Linked DNA regions of Mus musculus: region 2 is linked to region 1. A link is a contact called in public ChIA-PET data. All regions are on one chromosome and are shown on one strand. The core of a region is the stretch at or near the end of the contact, and the rest is flanking DNA. Distances in the headings are between cores, read along the strand shown.

Evidence for each region. ChIA-PET counts read pairs in DNA pulled down with a chosen protein or histone mark.
Region 2: a contact with region 1 is called in an RNA polymerase II ChIA-PET map of memory CD8 T cells, with 5 times the contacts expected there. The contact joins the enhancer-like site here to the promoter of Slc25a40 in region 1. A contact is called at or near these places in 7 of 39 promoter capture datasets (the C10 cell line, cranial neural crest, liver and 4 more), 1 of 484 Hi-C or Micro-C datasets (cardiomyocytes), 9 of 115 datasets of contacts at active chromatin or transcription factors (the 230-238 cell line, bone marrow-derived macrophages, embryonic forebrain and 5 more) and 2 of 9 other capture datasets (adipose tissue and liver).

Annotation. Positions count from the first base shown.
Region 1 is chr5:8,419,092-8,426,369 of GRCm38.p6, reverse strand. It overlaps Slc25a40 (solute carrier family 25, member 40), which reads right to left and starts at 3,532. Exons shown (of 12, transcript NM_178766.5): 1 at 3,331-3,532. It overlaps Dbf4 (DBF4 zinc finger), which reads left to right and starts at 3,654. Exons shown (of 12, transcript NM_013726.3): 1 at 3,654-3,903; 2 at 4,977-5,149. The coding sequence starts at 3,858.
Region 2 is chr5:9,082,243-9,088,921 of GRCm38.p6, reverse strand. It overlaps Gm31449 (a long non-coding RNA gene), which reads right to left. Exons shown (of 5, transcript XR_868245.2): 3 at 5,824-5,955; 4 at 105-224. Among named protein-coding and RNA genes, the nearest start is that of Gm31449, 12 kb to the right of the region's middle. Within about 2 kb of position 1,466, at least 101 of the 459 cell types and tissues checked have an H3K27ac peak or open chromatin away from gene starts, as enhancers often do. A contact at or near this core is called in the 230-238 cell line, bone marrow-derived macrophages, liver and 3 more, where this site is marked.

The DNA.
Region 1 (7,278 bases), core at 2,283-4,782:
AAACCCAGGGAGACCCAGTCTCAAAGAATTCAAAACCAAGCAAGCGTTAAACAAACAAAACCCCCTTACTACAAAGCCTGCTGTGGGGGTGAGCACCTGCAATCAGGAGCAGATAAGGAAGGGTGGAAGGTCCAAACCAGTCTGAACTTCACAGCAAGACTCTGTCTCTCACAAACACATTTTGATACAAACTTCCTTTCTAGACCGACAGACTAATGTACACTTTCACTGGCAGCATGTCACTCTGATGTTCACAAACTCTCTTTAACCTTACGGTCTTGTCCCCTCCCTGTGCTCTGCTTCCTGGACGTCATGAGCTGTACCCTCTGCTCCCTTAAATGCTTCTACCACAACGTTACATACGCATTAACAGTTGGCAGCTAAGTCTAAAATTATTATTACAGGCCTCAAATGAGCAGTAGATAAACACTGGGTCTAAGTTAGGCTTACTATGAATAGGAAAGAAAGAAAACACCTTTTGGCAAGAAAGGCTTAAATGGAAGAAGTAAAACAGGAGAGCGTTATTAGAAAAGTATTCGTCATCTAAATGCAAGAATATAAAATGTGCATTTGGTTATGTTTGACATGATGTGAGAAAGCTAATGAGGCCTCCTTTGATAATCACAAAAATGGTGAGGCAGACTGCACAGATAGTAACTTCATTATCAGACAAGGAAATTACAGAGCAAAGGGGAATACAACTCAGTGTAAAGCACAAAGTACCTGGTTCAGTGTCTAGAATACACACGTGTACACATGCACACAAACACAAAAACACACACTCTTAGAACTTGTCCAAGGGTCATAAAATTGCTTTAAGGCTAGGCCAGTACTAACTGAATTAAGTTCTCTTGACTCAGCCAAATAAATGTTCACTTAGTTCCAGGGATGTCCAAACTTTTGACACCATTACATCATGTTGCCGTCTACAAATGTGCTGGGCATTCATAGCTATCCTAGGATGCATTTAGTTTATGGACCACAAGTTGACTTCGAGCTTTCATCCAAGAACTTGGGAGGCAGAGGTAGGCAGATCTCTGAGTTTGAGGCCAGCCTGGTCTACATAATGACATGTAGACCATGACAGCCAGAGCTATATACTGAGACTATGTCTCAAAAAATAAAATAAAACAAAAACAAGTTGGATGCACAAAATTCTGCTCAATGCTTTCTAGTTTTTAACAGAGTGACTTAATACAGTTTCTTACTATAACTCTGGACCAATTCATTTATTCTTGTATGTAAAGCCTTCTTTACATCTTAAGGAATCTATTAAAGTCTATTTTCAAGATCTTTAGGGTGGGCATGGTCATCATTCCTGAAATTTCAGCACTTGGGAGGCTGATGCAAGAGGATCTCTACTGAATTCAAAGCCAGCCTAGGCTAGACAGTAAGCCCCAGGCTAGGTTGGACTACAAGGGAGACTGTCTCAAAACAAGAAACAAGAACATAAACCACATTCATTTAGTCCTGATTACTGACAGGATGTGTAGAGACTTCTGTCTTCATACAACCAAACTCTTCTTCCTGTGGCTGCTGTAAAACTTGGGTTCCATGGGGTACTAGGAGTTGACTAAAAACAAAAAAACAAAAAAACACTAGTACCTAGGTGGTGAGTAGATGTTTTGCTTATTCATAGTTTGGAATTATACCTTACATGACACATAATGAGTCTAACATGGTTCCAACTCTTTGATTGTCTTATCTCAGAAGAAATATAAATCACCTTTCACAAGAGCATAAAACAACTTCCAGTTTTATTTTCCAAAGAAACATGATTACATCTTTTCCAAATTCTGAAAACATCAAAGAGAGAGAGAGAGAGAAGAGAGAGGAAGAAAGAAATTAAGAAAAAGAAAACAACCCCCTTTCCCTTCGGCCACCTCTTCCTCTCCATCATTTCTTTCTTCAGTGTGCTCCACCATAGAGGTCAGGTCCACAGGTTATCTATTACTTAGCTAGATTACCACTCAAATTGTAATTACCTCTATTATCATTCTAACTACTCTTAAGGAAGTGGGTGGCACCTCCCAAGCCACCACAGATGCCTATAGTTCAGGTTTTAACCGGTTTGAACTCGGTTGGGGACGAAGCTGAGTCAAGTCATCAACATGACAGTAATTAGAATTTTTCAGTTCCAGGCTTACTGCTTCCAAGCGCATTCCCCTTAGTCCCCCTAACAGCTAAGAACCAGTACTCTCTTCACAGACTAAATCGGAGCCTCGGAATTATCCAATTCCTAGATTAGCTGGGAAGCTGGGACCACCAATTCTGTAAAAAAATTCCATTCCTCCCCACCATTATTAAGATTTGTTCCCAGTCTCTTCCAACTCAGCTTGCTCTCCCTCTCCTCACTCGCACTGCCTCATCCCCTGACTCTCCACTTCATCTCACAAGCTCTACTCCAAGGCATTCCCCCTTCCCTCGTGGCTTTAATTCTACTCTGTATTAGTGCTTCTCAAACATTTGAACCAGTTTACAAACATGGAAATTCTGTTTCCTTTCCGTAGTTTACGCTTTGAAAATTGAATCCTCTCCTCATTTTTAAAAAATGTTTGCTCCTCCTTCTCAAGGTCTGTTAAGCACATGTATATTAATTCAAATTCATCAGTACAATGTCTCAACATATTTCCCTTTCTGGCTCCCTCCTCCGGACATTTCTTGAGATTACAAATTAGCTCCGACTGTCTAAAGCAGTTTAATACAGATAGACAGTTCGATGACTGTCGCTCCAGCCTCCGTCCATAACCTGTTTAAAACAAAATCATTTCTTTTAGCAATGCTAATCCAACTTGATGTTGTCTTTGGCGAATAGTCTCACAATTCACCTGTCTGTGCCTGAATATACTTATTTGTACTGACTGTCTTGAGGGTACTCCATCAAAAATCAATACTATAAGGAGTGTCTATTATAGCCAGGAGTTAAGAAATGCAGAACAGTACAAAGCATAACGTCTGTATGGGTGAGAGCAGAAGTATACTCCAAACAAGTTTTGTGAGGCATTTTCTCATTTACAAAGCAAAATTAAAACAAATCACGTACGCCTGAATTTCGTCTTGACCATAATCCCGTATTCCCGTTTTACAGATGAAAAACCCTGAGACTTCATTTTCCACTCTTTTATTGCTACAAAAAGGACAATTATACACACAGAGAGAAAGAACAGGTCTGTACAGAACAAAGTACCCAAAGGGCTGCGAGAGTCGGATCCGGCGGGTGGACCCCGGCCCCGCCGCCACCGCGGCCACCCGGGACCTTTGCGGCCCGTCTGCAAGGTCGGCGGGAGCCCAGGGCCGGCCCCGCGTCCCACACAGGGTTAACTGGAGTACCTGGTGGCGAGGCGACTGCAAGGCCCGGGTCTCAGCCAGCCTAGCAGGTGATGTCGACCACGAGGTGAAGCCTCCGAGGCTAACCGCGTCCACCGCCCTGGCTGCCCCACACTCCAAGTATGCAGAGCGGAGCCGGAACTCGAGGAGGACGCGGGAGAGCCGGGTCTGAGGCCCCGCGGGCTGGCGCGCCGGGGGCGTGGTCAGCATCCGGGGGCGGGGCCCGCGGGGCGCGAGGCGGGGCAGGTGGAGCCTGCGCGAGGCCGGCCCCGGCGTAGGAAGGGCGGGGAGCGCGTCTGGGCGCCGCGGTCGCGTGACGCGTTTTCAAATCTTTAACCGCCGCGGCTCCCGGGTCTGAGCTACAGCCTCTTCCTGCTCCGAGCCTCCGCGCCGGAACCGGCCCTCAAGCGCGGCCCGGCGCCGAGGCCGAGGCCGGAGCCGGGGCCGGGGAGGCCCTGGGAGCTTTGTGTTCGCGGCCGTTCCATGCGGCCCCCGGTGCGGACCCAGCATGTAGGTGCCTGGTGGCTGCCATGAACCTCGAGACCATGAGGATCCACAGCAAAGCACCTCTCCCGGGTATGGAGCCCCTCCCCCGCCGCGGTCCCTTTAATCGTTTCCTGCCTGGCTGGTTCCACGGAGGGTTCTAGAGAGTCTTCCTGCGGAGGGCCTCTTGCCGCTTTTGCGTTTCTGTGGGTTCTCGGCGCCCGCGAGGCGTTCGGTGTTGGTCTCCGTGAGGGACCGACGCTGGCCGGGCCCCTCATGCTCTCCCCGCCTCGGCCGCGAGCGACCCGGCATTCCCGGGGCTGCAGGCTTCAGACAATGCGCGGGTCCCCGACGGCCCCACGGAGGAGGCGCCCACGCCCATTTGTGACTGTTCCCGTCACTCGTGAGGGAGACGGAGAGGTGTATGTGTGTGTGTTTCAACCTCATAGACAAAAGCAGATTTCAATCTCAATGTTTAATATAAAAAATTTTCATTATAGGGAAAATTCCTAAGAGGTGCATGTGTGTCTAGTAACTAAGTACTAAAGTGCAGGTTGTCTTCGAAAGTTTAAAGAAGATGTTTGATTCTCATCTGCTTTTAAAATAAAAGATGGATGGCATAGTCCTTAGTGGGCTTAGGTTCTTAATATGTAAACAAAGTGCATGAACTCCCTCGTCTAGTTCTTTTAAGTACTAGACAAACTATGAAACCAAAATGCCAGCATTTAGTAACCCCTAAGAATTAGGTTGTTTATTCTAGATGAGTGTGTGTGGCTACCTAGGTAAATAAGCTTTAAATATTTGAAACACCTGTGTTGGGTTTTCACCGACCTGTTAATTACCCACATGACGTTTACACCATGAGAAGGTAAGTTTTCCAGAACAGCTCTATAGAATTCCTGCTTCATACACGGAACAGGAGTAAATAATAACTATTTTCTGCTGATTCAGCTCTTGTTCTCCAGTATAGAGTTTTGTGGAAACCATACAGGACAGTTTGCCTTCATCCTAAGTGGTAATATTAGGGAAAACATTTAGATTCTAATGACTTAATTTGTTATGACTAGTAATGTTTCCTTTCTGCAATAAAGCTGTTGAACATTTTTTGTAAAATAAATTAAAAATTTGTCTGCATAAAATGTTGCCTGATTCTTTTGTAATCACAGGTGGCATCCAAGACAGAAATGAAAAGAATCGACCATCCTTGAAATCCCTGAAGGCTGATAATAGACTGGAAAAATCCAAATATAAGCCCCTTTGGGGAAAAATATTTTACCTTGACTTGCCTTCTATCACCATATGTGAGAAACTACAAAAAGATATAAAGGAACTCGGAGGGGTAAGTGAGAACCGCACACCCACCAGAAGTTGAGAAAAGTAATACTTGGCGTTCTGTAATATAAATTACCAGGGCATTTCATTTTGGAAATTACAGCCATTTAGCAGTAGCAGCTTTGATGAGCTATTGGTTATTAGTGAATCACTTGGGAACTGGGAGTGTAACCCAGTGGTCTAGCACCTGCTGACATGTGAAAGACTTTCTGTGTTCAAGTCCCAACATCAGAAGATAAAGGCTTTTTTTTAAAGCCTTTTGTAGCCTGATAAAATGTCAAGTTTCTGTGATTGGTGGTTTGGTATAAAGAAATGAGGTTCCTATGTCCTAGTAAACCTGCCCTTTCTTTCAAAATACCAGGAGCCATTTGACTGATGACTGAGGGGAGCTGTTATGTGTTAAAATAATTCTTTAGTTTTATACATATACGTGTATGTATGTGTATGTGTATATATATATATATATATATATATATATACTTATACATGTATGTATGTGTGTGTGTATATATACACACACACGTATATGTATAATTATTATATATGTGGCATACAATTTACTAGTGTACACTTGTGTGTATATGTATACTTACGTGCCAGGAGAGAAGTACTCAGTGAGCAGGCACCTGTCATGGAGGGAACAATTTTTGAGACAGGGTTTCTCTGTTTAGCCCTGGCTGTCCTGGAACTCACTTGGTAGACCAGGCTGGCCTTGAACTCCGAAATCCACCCGCCTCTGCCTCCTGAGTGCTGGGATTAAAGGTGTGCGCCAACATACCCCACAGAGTAGTAGTAAAGTGCCTTCCCTGTTGTATCCATTTTTTTATGATTAGAAAACTTTGGCAAAACTCTAAGATTTCTTAGGTGTATTGTTAATGTTACCTAAAATCTAGCAAATGTGGTTATTATGATTTTTACTGTTTTCAGAGGTTTCTGCTGGACTGAAAGTTAGCAGTTTTGAACATTTTGTTCCCAGACTGAAAATTCACAAGAATACTTCACGAGTTTCTTAGAGTTTCTCATTAATGTGATATTTTCCTTGCCTGCCCTTGACGTTTGCCTGCATTCTTTGGGAGGCAGTTGATGGAATCTCACTTTGACTATGAAAGGCACATGGATTCCACTCTCTCTTGGTCAGTTACATTCATATACAAACTGTGTTGCAGTCAGTTACTCCCGTTACCCTCCTGTGTGCTTCTCACAGCAGATGCTTCAGACGATGTTGTATCTCTAAGTCCAACTTGGGAACCCATAAAAGGGAGCTTTGACTAAATCAGCAGTGTCATGTTGGTGCTGGCACAGGAATCACTTCCACCACCCTTTTCTTTCTTCCCCCATCCTCACAACACCTCCTAAGATACTTTCAAGAAACAAATTTTCAATGACTTCTACCACAAATGGTTGTTACAGACCATTTTGATTTTATGTATGTCAGATTTTACCCTTGAAAGGTTTCAAGTATCTCAGTGGCTATCCTGAAAACATAAGTTTTGTAACACTGTGGCAGGGGAGTTAACCTGATCATAAAAGTGATGTTTTCCTGAGGTAAGCTCTCCAGGTGTTGGGATCCCTGTGGTTGCCTTCAATGCAGAAAACCCTCTGCTGCAGAATTTGTTTTATTGCATCTGCACCCTCCCCTTAGGAACAAGCAAGTGCTGGGCTAGTGAGGTAGCTTGCAGGTAGGGGGGGGGGGCACGTGCTGCCAAAGCCATGGCAAAAGAGCACTGACTTCCACAGTCCACCACTTTTCTTGTTGGAAAAGAAAGTACCTACTTCTGGTCTTTGCTGTTTAATTCGATGTCAATTTAGTCCTTAGGTCCTGGTTTCTGTCCATATTTAAAGGAACCCAGTTTTATCAAATTGTCATTTATTTCAATGGTTCTCTCTTCCTCCAATTTTTACTTTTATTTAACCTGTCTATCCTTTTATTTTCTTTTGCTTTGGATCGTCCCAATGTTGTCATTGTTTAATTGATCACACGTATTTGTTTTCTGTGAGTCTTAAAGAAACTGTGCTAAAAATTTACAGAGGACATTTGTGATAATTCAAGTATTAACTGTATAGCAGTAAATTTTCACATAATAGTGAACCTTCCTTTATACTGTTAGAAAAATAGCCAAATGAAAGCCACTTAAG
Region 2 (6,679 bases), core at 217-2,716, 660 kb before region 1:
AGATTCCATGGTGTCTCGTTATCATAGAAATCTCACCCTGTAAATATTTTCTGTGACCAGACTTTTAAAAGGGTTGTTTCAACCGGAAAGAAACAAGCAAAAACCTTTCACCAAGTTGAGTTGATGTCCCCTCAGATGCTTTGTGCTCTCTTTGCATCCTCTGTGGAACTCTTGATTATTTACACAGCCATCTTGTCCCTCTCAACCTTCCTTGAAAACAGCACCTACAAGGAAAATATTAGACTTCAACTTTTCCTTGAAGCTGAGGGGAGAGCTGAATGCTTAAGCCAAGGAATCCCTAGGGAAGTCTGTATAATTCCCTTAGGAGGTGTGTCAAGGGTCATAAATTAGCATCAGCTGTCAACCTAGACCCCAACCTAGAGCCACTTGGAAAAGGGGAACCTCAACTAAAGAAGTGCCCAGGTAAGACTGGCCTTTGGCCATGTCTGCGAGGCACTTTCTTAACTGCTAATTGATGTAGGAGGGCCTAACATACTGAATGAGGTGCCACCCTTAAGAAGGTAGAGTTGGACTGTGTGAAAAATAGAGTGGATAAGCAAGCCTAAGGGAACAAGTTGGGGGGGGGCAAGCTTAAGGGGGGGGCTAAAGGGGCAGGCTTGACGGAGCAACCAGCAACCCTGAGAAAACAGGCCTGAGGGGGACTAGCCTTAGGAGGCAGGCCTAAGAGGGACTAGCCAGAGGGAGCAGGCCTAAGGGGGACTAGCCTGAGGGAACAAGCCTGAGGGAGCAGGCATAAGGGGGACTAGCCTGAGGTAAACTAGCTTGAGGGAGCAGGCCTGAGGAGGATTAACCTGAGGGAACAAGCCTGAGGGGCTGTAAAGACTTTGGAGAGCCTTAGCATACCAGGGACCCCGAGTGAACCACATAGAGCCAGGATCAATGCAAAAAGCAAGAGGAATTTATTGTTCCAGTGCATTGGGGTTGTCCCAGACCAGAAGAAGAGGTGGCAACTACCAGCACCAGTTCGGTGAGTTTTTATATGGTTTCCAGGGCCAGAACAAAGCATCAGCAACTAGGTACAATATGATTGATTGGTCTTTAGGGAATGAGGTGACAGGGACTTCCCTTGTCTGAAGGTGAGCAAAAGGTCAGTCCTGTGGAATGTGTCCTTACCTGCAGGTCCATTCCCATCCTGTGTCTGAGAAATGCTAATTAGCCTCTCCCTTCTGGAGAGGAGAGTGTTTCATGACCTTTCCAAAGTTCCTATGCTGACCTTTTCAGGACAAGTCTGAGGGGGACTAGTCTGAGGGAGTAGGCCTGAGGGGCAGGCCTGAGGGGGACTAGCCTGAGAGAGCAGACCTGAGGGGCACTAGCCTAAGGGAACAAGGCTGAGGTACAGGCCTGAGGGAGAAGCCCTGAAGAAGACTAGCCTGAGGGGAACTAGTCTGAGGGACCAGACCTGAGGGAGCAACGAGCAACCCTGAGAAAGCAGGCCTGTGGGTACATGCCTGAGGGGGCAGGCCTCAGGGTGGGGGCAAGCCTGAGAAGGCAGGCCTATAAATAGTATTCCTCTATGATCTCTGTTTCAGTTTCTGCTTCCCAGTTCATTTGAGTTACTGTTGTGTCTTTTCCTCTTTGGTAAACTATGGAAGTGTAAGCCAAATAAACCATTTCCTCCCTCAAGTTGGTGATGGTCAAAAAGTTTTATCACGGCAAAAGAGAAGCAAACTGGGGCAATCAGAAACATGTTCTCTTCACACTAAGTACCTCTTCTTCATAAAGACATTCATGTGTGTAACATCAATGGCCCAACTGTCAAAGGCAAGAGTATTTAGCAACTGAAACGGAAGTGAATACAGGAAGGAAGAGGCCAAGAAAGGAAACAGACAGAGTGAAAGAAAAATCAGAACCCTGTCAGTGACAAATGTTAAACTCTGTTGGGGAGGAACAACTGGCCACATGAAATCTGTTCTCTTCTGCTTTTTGTTTATTATTGTATTTTGTTGTTGTTGCTGGTGGTGGGTGGTGGGTGGTAATGGGTGGTATTGGTGGTGGTGGTGGTGGTGGTAGTAGTGGTGGTGGTGATGTGTTTTGGTTTCTTGAGACAGGTTCTTAAATGGCCCAGGCTGTCTTTGAACTCACCATGTAGCTGAAGATGACCTTGAATTTCTGATTCTTCTGCCTCTCCTCCTTAGTGCACACACTTCCACTCCAGTTTTATGAGACAGTTCTGAGGATCAAACCCAGGACTTCACACATGCTAGGCAAGGACTCTACCAGGTAAGCCACAACTCCATCTGATCACACACAATCTTGTCTGATGACTTAAGTCTTGCACGCACCCTGACTCGCCAGCAAGAACGATGCTGCAACAGGATCCTTCTGCACACGTTTATTGGGAGAGCTTGATTACAGAGGCAAAAAGACCCCAAGCCCAGAACTGGTGCTGCTTATATAGGCCTAGGAGAGGCGTGTCTCACACCCGGATTGTTTGTGCTTGGGTTATGCTTACCACCTCATTTGCATGCCTACATCTGATTGGTTAACTTCTCTCTCATCTGATTGGTTAACTTCTCTCTCATCTGATTGGTTAATTTTGGTTAATTCTCAAAACCTCATCTTGGCAAAAGAACTTTACTGCCTATGTATGCGTGGTGGCCAGCAGAAGCCAGCGCCACCCTGCAACGGCACATGTGGCTTCCCACACTTAAGTATATCAAGCAGCTGGATACTGGCAGGGTCACACTCAAACCCTGTTCTGCTACTGGTGTTGAAGGATGCAAGGCTTGCAAACCTGGAAACGTGCCTGAGGTTTGCTGACCTGCTGTCTCTCACCTACCTGCTGAGTCTTCCCCCAAAAGCAACATTGTCTCAAAGCATTTATGCACTGATTGTGACTAGGCAGCCTTGCTCAGTGGACCCCATGAAATAAAATACAAAAGTCAAAATGCAGTCTGGGAGAACTGATTGACAGATGCAGGAAATATTGGCATTGCAACAACCTGTACATACACACTCTCTGTACAACTGAAGGCAGACAGGGCCTGTGAGCCTCCTGCACAGCCTTGAAAGTAATATAGCTGCTTTGGAAAAAAACAGATCAGTCATTTTGTTTTTTATCCAGGGCCTGACTAGAGCTAGGCGAGTGCTCTACCACTGCCAGCTTAATAACTGGGGGATTCCATTCTGGGTTGATCTGTGAGAGTCTGCTTGGGTGGTAGTTTCTTTATCTCTAAGAAGAAAGGTTATAGATTACCTAGCCAGATCTAAAGTGCAACCATGCTATGAGAATAGAGGGACAACTTTTTAAAATAACCTGTACAGTGTAGAGTATGGCAAACCCTTCTCTAGCATCTCCTCCATGGGCGTCTTAGAAAACAGCAGGGCTTTTAGCAAAGCTAAGGCTCAGTGCTGTTCTGTTACTGCAGACTGATACTGCAGACTCTACTGGAGTTTCTCTCTGAGGCAGATGAATAGCAAGAACTATAACCCTGAACAGCTCTCAGAGCTGTTTCTTTTACAATCACAGAGAAAGGAAAGTCCCTCCTTTCCCAGGGCAGTTGTTCGAGTAAAACAGAACACAGTAGGTGAGCCGTGGTTTTATTCTCTGAATGGCTACTCACTAGAACAGCCTCAATGGATGAAAAGCAATTAAAAGACATTTAGTGACTGATTTTTAAAATGTATTCATTGAAGCCACTCCCTTTGTCAGCCATCTTAAAAAGATGCAGCTGTGGTCCACTCCAACATGTGAGTTACCCCTGGGGGAACACCACTTGGGGTAAGCTAAGTCCTTAACTATGCTACAGAAAAGAATTTCAGGATTAGTCAAAGTAAAGCAAAGTCATTATGTTTATTAGGTTAAGTGATAGTACAGATTTTATACTTCATCATGGGAGAGAGAGAGCGAGAAAGAGCGAGAGAGAGAAAGAACAGTACACAGCAAGACATGGGTGCAGGCTTCTTGCTCAGAGAATAGAATTTCAATAAGGTTGGAAAATTAAGCAAGCTAATCTTGTGAGGTTTGTAAATGCAGTTGTAAGATGTTTTGTGAGGAATGTTGTTTAAGATTTAGAGATGAGAGAAGAATGCGTATAAAACTTAAGGGCAGGAACAAGCTGGGTCTATAGAAACATAGTTCATTTGTTGTTGAAATGTCTTTGGGAAAGAAGGCATTATTATCTCTGCAGGCAATCTTGGCTTCATCAACTGTATTCAATTTTTTTGACTCTCAGCCACCAGGAAAAGTATCTCTCAGGCTGAGGGACTTCCCCATTTTCCCAGGTCCCTTTAGTCTCCTCTTTCTTTTCTGCCTTGCTCACAGATATGGCTAAATAGACTCTTAAGTAGACCTTTCAAATAAGTCCTCTCTTTTCTTCTCTCCCCTCCTCTCTGTGTTGAGGGGTGTTTAAAGTCTCTTTCAAAAACAAAGTCTCCATGGTAAATTGATGTTTTTATCCTGAAGCACAGTAAGGAACAGCACAATACGGTGAAGCCCAAACCTGACAGCCTTGCCTTCCCACAGTTACTCTCTAAATAGACACAACAATGGAGCAATCACACATCTTTTCTTAGGATAATGCCACCTGTTTATTTTTAAGATGACAAGGCAATACAACCTTACTGCTTAAAAAACAATGTTCATAGTGAAATATAAATGAATATGAAGAAGTAAATGGTACTGCTTGCCATATTGTGATGTTCAGTCTGGTCAAAGGGCAGAGACTAAGGGGTCTGTGGAGTACTCAGCTATAAGTGAGACATCTATGTGTCACATCCCTAACCCCTAAGGCTTGAAGAAAGGGGTGGACAGACTAAGAGGGATGGCTCTAAAACAGTCTTCTAAGCATGACAGGTTGCTGCAGTAACCAGCTCTCAGCCTCTGTGGCTGCCTGCAGGTGACCTGAGAGGCATTATAGCTCTTTGACTTCCTAAGTGTAGAGACGCAGCACAGCAGCACCTGGGAGGCTGGCTCTGTTGGTAAAGTGTTCAATACTCAAATACGAGGACTCAATTTCTGTTTCTTAGCATCTATACATAAGTGAGTGTGATGGTACATGCTTATATTCTCATCTAGGAAGCAAGAGATTCCTTGGGGTTCAATGGTCAAGCTATCCAGGTTAACTAATGAGTGATCTCCAGGTTCAGTGAGAGATCCTGCTCCAAAACTTAAGCTAGGGAGCAATAGAGGATGAAAAGTCCAGTTGATATCTGGTCTCCATACTTACACATACAGCTGGAACCACATACACCACACACACACACACACACACACACACACAAGCGCGCACAAAGAGAGAGAGAGAGAGAACACCACATATAAATACAGAAAAATAAAATAAAGGAACAAAGAAACCCAGAGTGAAAACTCATTGTTTTGCCATCTTTACTAATGACTGTTTAGTTAAAAATAAATAAAACATTGCAAAACAGGTTTCGAGGTCAATTTGTTTCATCTTCCTAACAACTTTTGAGATTTTAACTTTTAAGAATGGTAAGATTGGGAAGTAAAGCAAACACAGATTTTCTTGGGGTTGGAGAGGTGGCTCAGTGGTTACTGTAGGAGGCCTGTAGCTTCCTGTGCTCACAGACAAGCACTGGGGAACTGGGAATGTTAAACATGTCTTGTTCTCTCTCCAAAGGGAGAGATTTGTAGCTTGGATTCTACCCAGAAGGCTGGGAGTAGAAGTGGACAACAGCCTGGTGACTTCTGTCCTGCCTGTGTGGCCAGGGCACTCCGAGTCTACTTCCAGACCTTTATCTTGAGTTCGTTCATCTTAGTCATTGCTAAAGTCCCCGAGCCTCTTGTCCGAAGCATTGTTTATCTTGCTCCCATTTTCTCAGTGAGTCTATAGAACCTACCTTTCTGGAAGATGGCACTTGCTCTTTACAAGAGTGTTGATGAAGTCAGGTCTTAAGCTTTGTTGTACACATGAGATTGAGTACTTGTCACCAGGAAATTTTTTGTCCAGATTGTGCTGTGTTTAAATATGTCTAAAATAAAGTATCCCAGTGTTAGACTTTTGAAGTTTAAACTAATTCCCGAAACTGAACTGTGTTAAACCAGGCTTCCTTCTTGACTCATGTGGATTAACATTCTGCTGCCATGGTGTTAGCAAAGACCCCCTCAGGAGAGGAGCATGTATTACAGAGTTTAGTTCTCAGCACTGTATCAGGTGGCTCACAGCTACCTGTGACTCCAGCTCCTGTGGGGCTGCTTCCCTATTCTGACCTCTACACGCACACGCACACGCACACGCGTGCGCACACACACGCACGCACACACACACACACACACACGCGCACACACACGCACACGCGCACGCGCACGGACACACACACACAGATTTTAAAAAGAAATTATTTTGTAATATGTTCAGCAGTATTCATACTTTTTTCCTTAAGTTATTTGTCTTCTTAGCAATGAAAATCTTAGCACCACTCCCTATGGCTTTGCAATGAGAGCAAACATATGTTCCTGAGCTTTATTTGGGGAAAAGTTATTAGCTCTGAGAATACAGGAGGGGAGGAACCCCATCTATACCACCCAGTATGCTGCTTTCTCATCCCATTTTAATACCAATATGAGCACAGTCTCTAAATCTCTAATGCAAACACCTTCTTTCACTAACAGGTTTTCTGACACTGTGATCTCAAAGATCTGTCACACCAAACCTGTGATTGTGGCTGTGTGAAAAAAAAAACATACACCAAGGGT